Regions from separate parts of the Mus musculus genome. Here region 1 is linked to region 2. A link is a contact called in public HiChIP or PLAC-seq data. All regions are on one chromosome and are shown on one strand. Each heading gives the region's core, a stretch centred on a gene start, on an enhancer-like site or on the middle of the called end of the contact. The rest is flanking DNA. Distances are from core to core; before and after follow the strand shown.

What was found. HiChIP or PLAC-seq counts read pairs in DNA pulled down with a chosen protein or histone mark.
Region 1: a contact with region 2 is called in an H3K27ac HiChIP or PLAC-seq map of microglia, with 4 times the contacts expected there. The contact joins the promoter of Nthl1 here to the promoter of Flywch2 in region 2. A contact is called at or near these places in 2 of 115 datasets of contacts at active chromatin or transcription factors (microglia and pancreatic cancer cells).

The regions. Positions count from the first base shown.
Region 1 is chr17:24,630,453-24,634,553 of GRCm38.p6, forward strand. Nthl1 (nth (endonuclease III)-like 1 (E.coli)) reads left to right here and starts at 2,230. Exons shown (of 6, transcript NM_008743.2): 1 at 2,230-2,402; 2 at 3,475-3,713. The coding sequence starts at 2,300. Tsc2 (TSC complex subunit 2) reads right to left here and starts at 2,175. Exons shown (of 42, transcript NM_001286713.1): 1 at 2,086-2,175; 2 at 1,493-1,659; 3 at 461-547. The coding sequence starts at 1,630.
Region 2 is chr17:23,783,331-23,787,389 of GRCm38.p6, forward strand. Flywch2 (FLYWCH family member 2) reads right to left here and starts at 2,751. Exons shown (of 3, transcript NM_029798.4): 1 at 2,671-2,751.

The DNA.
Region 1 (4,101 bases), core at 980-3,479, 850 kb after region 2:
CCACCACCACGACAAAGAGGATAAGCAGACGTACATAGCCATAAGCTTTTCCAGGAATTCAGGGAAAGCTCATTTCTTTTGCTACCACCAAGGTAAGTCTCTCAGGTTGCACTTAGGGCATTTCTAGAAGCTTCCACATCATTAAGATGAAAGCTAAATTTCTCTAAAATGGTAAAAACTGCCTCATCACAAAGCTAGCTTTCTGGGCTATGCCTATAGTCCTGATCTACACTGAAGAGGCTGAGGAAGGAAGACCACATCAAGTTCACAGCGTATCAGCCTGAACCACACAGTCAATACCAGGCCAGTCAGGGCTACACAGCACATCTCAAAAACAAGAAAAGACAGCTCAAGGCAGCAGCCGCAGACTGGAGATTCTCTAGAGCCTGCAGTGGGCATGACTCTCTACAGCCTGCAGTGGGCATGCACTACTCCAGCAGTGCAGCTGAGGCAAACCCACCTCCTCAAGCTTCTTAGTTTTTGCCACATCACAGATCTGCCCTATCATTCGGATGCGATTGTTGAGGCCGCATTCACCACTCAGTTCCTAGAGAAGAGAAAAGAGGAAAAGGGCTGAGCTTTTAAAAAGAGGTCTTCTTACCCACTGGCCATAAACCACCTAACGTTGTTCTGCATTTCCCCTGTAAACCAATGGGGTTTCTTTCCTCTCTCTGTTTTTTTTTCTCTCTCTCTCTCCCTCCCTCGCTCCATCCCTTCCTCTGTCTCTCCAGCGTTTCTCTGTGTATCTCTGGCTGTACTGAACTTCCCCAGTGCTGGGCAGGATTAGCAGCATACACCAACCACCACCATCACCCAGCATTTTGTTTTGTTGTGTTTGGTTTGGTTTTTTAAGGCTGGATCTCGAGGCTGGTGAGATAGCTCAGTGGTTAAGAGCACTGACTGCTCTTCCAGAGGTCCTGAGTTCAATTCCCAGTAACCACATGGTGGCTCACAACCATCTGTGATGGGATCTGATGCCCTCTTCTGGTGTGTCATCTACAGTGTGTGTGTGTGTGTGTGTGTGTGTGTGTGTGTGTGTGTGTGTGTGTGTGTATGTTAAATAAATAAATCTTTTTTTAAAAGTTCCTAAAAAGAAAGGGTGGATCTCCAATTTAAAAAAGGAAACGAACATCTTTGAGGAGAGGAGGACCCAGTCTCACTACTGTAGCTCAGGTGGGTTACAATTATGTTGCCTCCAACTTCATAATCCTATCTCCTCTGCCTCTCACGTGCTGAGAGAGTACAGGGCATCTATCTACCATAACACTAAACAAAATAAGTTTTCATACAACACCTAACTTCTAAGGCAAGTGTGCTAAAGCAGGACACCAAGATCCTGAGGACAGGCATATATCTGTCTCCACAGTACTGGGGACAGCAGCCCTATGCAGATGGTTACCAGCAACCCATCTCCCACAGAACCCAATGACAGACAAACCCAGCCTTCCTAGCCTTTGTGCTGGGCTAGCCAAGACATTGGCCACTCACTCACTCTCAAGATTTCCGATGTGATGATAAACTCAGTCTGTTTGCCTTCTGCACACCTGGGATTTGGCCTCGATGTTCCCAATCCCAACAGTATCTTGAACTTCTCCTTCAAGCCGGAATCTTTGCTTGTTGGTTTGGCCATGGTGGGCAGGGCAGTACTAGAGAACTGCTCTGTGTAGAAATAAACATATTATTTGATACACCCCAGGAAAGGTTCTCCCTTCTGCCCTCGAGGCGAACCTCCAGAATCCTAGGTCAAGGGTAGGCAATAACCTGTCCTTCCTACAGCCTCTGGGGCAACTCAACTCCATGCAGGAGGAACTCAGCCACAAATCAACTCCGGAGGTATAGGCTTACTCTAGCGACCCGCCTGTTGATTGCCATTAGTTCTCCCTAGGTTAAGGAGGAGCTGTCGCGTGAATAGATGCAGAGGCCCGCTCACATTCGCAATGGAGGGCTTGAAGCGCTAGGACTTGTCAGCGGTGGGAGCGGCGGAGGATTGGAATCAGAACGACCAATTCCCCTCACCCCATCGCGACGCGACCACACAAACCATCGCAACCCGCCCCAGCAGTCAGAGCCTCCAGGGCTACTCACCCCGCGCGCGCCTTTCGCGCGCAGGTCCTCCTGCACCCAGGGAAGGGCGCACACCCCCGGCCCAGGGCAGCTGCCGGAAGCGCAACCCGTACTTCCGGGGGCGAGGCTTTGCTGACTATTTGCGTTGAGCTCTCTGGGAATTGTAGTTTCGCGTGCGCGTTGAGCAAGTGGTGGGATCGCGGGGCTGCTCGGAGGAGTAGTTTACAGCCCAGGCATGAACTCAGGGGTGCGGATGGTGACTCGCAGTCGGAGCCGCGCGACTAGGATCGCGTCGGAAGGGTGTAGGGAGGAGCTCGCCCCGCGAGAGGCTGCTGCAGGTAGCTCTGCGCCTGCAGGCGTTTTGGAGGAAAGGAGGAACGTGGAACTTTGGCTCCAGGCTTGCGTCCCGGGCCGCAGCATCTGACCTAAACTCTAGGCGCCGCGGAGTAGGCAGCTGCCTTGAATCTTGAATTGAAGCTACGCTTAAATCTCACGTGGCCCCACTTCTAGCTTCTTCCAAGGGTCTGGGACCCGCAGGGTCTGCAGGGTCCGTAAGACTGGGTTCTGGATGTATTCATCCACCCTTATCGCCAGTGAAAAGTTTTAGTCCAACCAGCCTAGCTTAGGACATTCACTTGCTCCAGGCTGTCCGTGGGACACAGCTCTGTTCTCAGAGCTGCCTCCCTCTCTTGTAGGGCCAGGCTGTGTGCCAAGAACACACCCAGCTAGAAGTCTTCTCTCCCAGCTGGACGGTGGTTCTGAAAGAAAACAGGCCCAGAGAGAAAACAGGAAAGGGCATGGCACTCATTGTGTTTGTCCTGTAGCCATTAAGGGCCTACTATGTGCCAACTAGTGGTACTCAGGGAGTAATTATCAGCCCGTCCCCGCCTGGGACTTAGACATAAGTGGCTAGAGCAGGAGTGTGCGTAGGCAGCAATGGTCTCCCAGAATCGGTTCAGTAGTAGAGATCCGCTGGGATCCAGGCTGAGGCTTGGCAAGGGCCAAGGGCCACAGAAAGTGTTGATACTGTTAAGGCAGCAAATGTTTTATAGTAGTAGAGTTTGGAGCTCATCCTAAATGCAACGATTTCTGAAAGGGGAGTTGCACTGTCCAGTTTGGGTGTGAAGAGAGAGGTTCTCTTGAATGTAACTCAAAGGACTTGGGACAAAGGAGAGAGGTTATATTATCCTAGAGGCTGTTACTAGTGTCGGTGTGCTAACAGGCACTTTGTCAGACTGTCATGTACTGTTGTGACAAGGGCAGAGCACAGCACTTCTGTACACATCGTGGTAGATAATGGACAGTTAGTTGCACAAACAAGTGTGGGGATGTGGATTGGCAGGTAAGCAGCACCCTTCCCCCACCCTCATATAAAACCCACTCCAAAGACTGAATGGCACTTTTTTGCAGAAGGAAGAAAAAGCCACAGGCCCGTGAGACATCCACGGAGAACACAGAAAACGCATGTGGCCTATGAAGCGGCTAATGGTGAGGAAGGCGAAGATGCTGAGCCCCTCAAAGTGCCCGTTTGGGAGCCCCAGAACTGGCAGCAGCAACTGGCCAACATCCGCATCATGAGAAGCAAGAAGGATGCACCTGTGGACCAGCTAGGCGCCGAGCACTGCTATGATGCAAGTGCCTCCCCGAAGGTATGCAACACCTCCGCCTATCCAGCAAGGTGCTTACTTCCTTTTAGGTCTCTACCAGAAAAAGAGCAAGACCTGCCAGCTCTCCCTGCTGCCATACAGGAGGATACATACATACATACATACATACATACATACCCAGGAAGATGCGCTCCTCCCATAACCTTAGAACATGTACAACGTACATCACCTGTCAATCATTGTGGCCACCGTGCATGGCAGAGTGTCTGAGACTTGAAGCCTCATGCACAGTGGTGGTGCATTTGGGAACATCCAATAATGCAGGAGAAGCAGACTCCCTTACATTGTGTTGGTTCCTTAGACTAACCATAGGGCTAACTACCTTCGGATCCTGGTATCCTGAGTATCTCTAACTCTGGCCCTTCTTGTC
Region 2 (4,059 bases), core at 1,501-4,000:
ATCACTCATTCTGTCTGTGGATCAAACAGCTCTGTAAGTAAGATGTGTTGCAGAGGCCTAAGAACATGAGTCCAAGTTCCCACCACCTATGTAAAAGCCAGGCCTGGCTGCACATGTCTGAAACCTAGCACTGGGAAGTAGAGACATTCAGATCCCTGGAGCTTGCTGGCTGACCAATCTGCTTAGCCAAAATGGTGAGCTACTGGTTCAAGTGAGTCAGTCTGTCTCAAGAGAATAGGGGGAAGGGGGAGTGGGGGAGACACATATTTGCTTCCTCCTCTGGCCTCTGCATCACACACACACACACACACACACACACACACACACACACACACACACATACACAGCAAAAAAAAAGTGAAGAGCTGTGTAGCCCAGTTGAGAGATTGCCCACATTCACTCCCAGCCTTACAAACTGAAGCAGCTCTCGTGACCTTGGTCATGACGAAGGATGCCCAGAAAAGCAAAAATAACTCAAGACCCAAGAGCATACAATAAGCAGGAGTCATTCACACTTCTTCATGTCTGTGAGCGGCAGGTGCTGCACCTATAATCCCAGAAGTAGGAGGGCTGGGGATTCAAGTCAGACCTACTCATTAGGAACCTATCTCCAGTGAGTGCCAGGACAGCCAGTGCTATACAGAGAAACCCTGTCTCAAAAAAAAAAAAAAAAAAAAGAACCTATCTCTAACTCTAAAACAAGGGTTATGGAAATGGCCTAGCAGGTAATGATGCTTTCTACCAAGCCTCAAGACCTGAGTTCAATCCCAGGATCCGTATCGTAGGAAAGAGCTAATTCCAGGATCCGTATCGTAGGAAAGAGCTAATTCCAGGATCCGTATCGTAGGAAAGAGCCAATTCCCACAAGTGGTCTTCTGATTGCCACAGGGCACATGCACACACTCATTCAAAAAAAAAAAAAAATCAAACAAAAGAAACAGGGCTGGATAGATAGCTCAGTGTTCAGCTGCTTCCCTCTCTTCCAGAAAACATGAGTTCGGTTTCCAGCACCCACATTAGGTAGCTCACACAACCACCTGTCCACCTCAGAGGACACAATGCCCTGTCTGACCTTCACAGGTACCACATACATGTGGCACACAGACACACAAAACAATTTATTAAAAAAAAAAAAAAAAGCCGGGGGTGGTGGCGCACGCCTTTAATCCCAGCACTCGGGAGGCAGAGGCAGGCAGATTTCTGAGTTTGAGGCCAGCCTGGTCTACAAAGTGAGTTCCAAGATAGCCAGGGCTACACAGAGAAACCCTGTCTCAAACCCCCCACACCCCCAAAAAAAAGGAAAGGAAAAAGAAAAAATGTGGAAATGGGATGTAAAGAACAGGAAAGATAAGGTTAGAGGCAGGGTTAATTATTTGAGGAGGGGCTTTGAAGACCGAGCAAGGGCATGCCAGCCAAATGAGGTAGGTTTCTAGAAGCTGCAAGAGGCAAATTAAATGTTTCTCTCCTTGTCCGGGCAGTGGTGGTGCATGCCTTTAATCCCAGCACTTGGGAGGCAGAGGCAGGTAGATTTCTGAGTTTGAGGCCAGCCTGGTCTACAGAGTGAATTCCAGGACAGCCAGGGCTACACAGAGAAACCCTGTCTCAAAAAAACAAACAAACAAACAAACAAAAAATGTTTTTCTCCTAAAGCCTCAGGAATGAATACAGCCCTGCTGTATTCAGCCTGCTGTATAACACCCACATCTGACTTCTAGCCTCTAAAATATACGACAATAATGTGTCATTTTAATAATGTGTCACTAGATGGGTGGTGATTGTTGTTTTGATGGCCATAGAACAGTTAAAAGTCCAAACTCTTACTGAGGAAGCTCTGCAGGCTTGGAACTTCAGTTGTTATCTTGGGGTGATGGACAGAATTACCTTCACAAAGATGAGAATGAAACATGCCCTTACCCTTTTTGGGCTGGTTTGATCTGTGTAATAGGAGATGCTAGCATCAGATGAAGAAGGGTAAGGTCTTTGAACTCACGTTACTAACACCTGCTGCTGCCATAGTCACTGTCCTGCACAGTCCTGGAGAACTGTAATTGGACTTTCCAAGGAACGGTATGACACTGGGGTATGCGGGAGGCATCCCACAGGGAGACATAAGAAAATGGCAGTCACCCTCCCAAAAGGTCAAGAACTGTATTATATGCAGAACACAGCAAAGGTCCCCCAATGTGGAGGTCCCACATAAGAGTACCTCCCTTCCCCAGTCACCATGACTCAGAATGGTATCTTCCACCACCCTTGCCCCAGCTCCCTGCTTCCCTCGAACCAATGTTTCAGTCCCCTGAGCATCTCCCTAGCTGGGTCCCAGCCCTCAAATTCTGCCACTGGGACAAGGACCCCACCCCCACCCCCAGGTCATACGCAACAAAACTGCAGAAGGATGGACATGTACCAGGTAGAGTGGGCTGGGGTAGGGACGCGTTGGGGGTTGTGTGTCCCAGATTGGGGGTGTCCAGGGGTAGTGTGGGTTTATGAAAGGGAAGCATGGAGAAAGGAAGAGCCTCGCGGATGGCCGACAAGAAAGCGGCCAGAATCTGGGGGTGGGGGGCCAGAGCCAGGGACCCTTCCGAACACCGGTCCCGCATCCCCAGACCTCTAGGCTAGGAGTCGCTTCTGGAGCCAGGACCCTCCCGCCCGCTGGGGGCCCGTCCTCACCGACGGCAGCAGGCCCTGCCTCTCGGACGACGGAGCCGTGGCGGGTCCCTCAGCCTCAGTGCTTTGGGCCCCCGCCTTGGCTCCCGCCGTCACCTCAAGCTAGGGTCACGGGGCGAGCATGCGCAGGATGAGGGGGCCCCCATTCCTTTGTCGAATTCCGTCTATCCGGATATTACCTTCGCAGCGACAAGTTGAACGCTCGATGAATAGGCGTGAGGGGCGGGTCCATTACCCGGGAAGGGGGCGGAGCCAGTAGGAATTGGGCTACCTGGGTTTAGGATCCCCGGTATGGTCTACTGACGTCTTTCCACTTACTTCCCCCGTATTTGACTCTGACTCCCTCCTGGAGCATAACTCCAGTTCCAGGGGATTAGACGCCCTCTTCTGGTCTCTGTCCATCCAAGCAAAACATCCAAACACAAATATAAATAAATACTAAATAAAGCATAAACTGGAATGCTTATTTAAAGGTTTTTGTCTGTCCCTCCGAGGGAAGGGAAATGTGTTCTTCATTGAAGCTAACATTCCTAACTGCGCAGCATCCTTTGTCATTAGCCCAGCCCTCGCCCATTGGTCCAGTATTTATCATTTGTTCAGCCGTCGCCCATTGTTGTAGTCACTGACTGCTGAAATAGCCCTGGCACAATTCAGTGACTTTATCCCCGCAACCTTCTACTGTGGAGATGGAAACCGGAATGGCTCAGGGCGCTGCTTTCTGTATTTTGCGTGCTCGTGCATCCTATCATTCTGGGATTGCTGGCCCTCACCCATCTGCAGAAAGGCTCTCCCCCTTTACTCCCACATGGCCCTGGCTCCGCAGGTCCTTGGGTCCCACCCTTCTTCCTGGCTCCTTTTCCTCCATGGCCCCATCCTTTCTCTCGAGTCAACGTCATTTCCTGGGCATTCTCTAGTAACGCAAAGGTCTTCATGAATTACGTCATTTGCAATCAATCATAGTCTTGGTTGTTTCTAAAATTATTATGTTCTAATAAGATATATTATTATATATGGTATAATATAATTGTATATTATATATAATCTTCACGTATAAATCACTGATGTTAAGCCTCTGTCTCAAAAGAACAAAACAAGGGGTCCAATGAGGTGGCTCCCCTTTAGATAGCTGGTTCAACCAGAAGCCTTAGTTTACAGCACTTGCTACCAAGCCAGGCCTACCCAAATTTAATCCCTAGGACCCACATAAAGGTAGAAGGAGAGAAATCACTTCACAAAGTTGTCTTCTGATCTCCACACACAAACCCATGACCACACGTGGAGAGATGGATCATTGGTTGAGAGCACTGGCTGTTCTTCCTGCACCTATATGGCCGCTCGCAATGATGCAGATCTCCTGGAGCATAACTCCAGTTCCAGGGGATTAGACGCCCT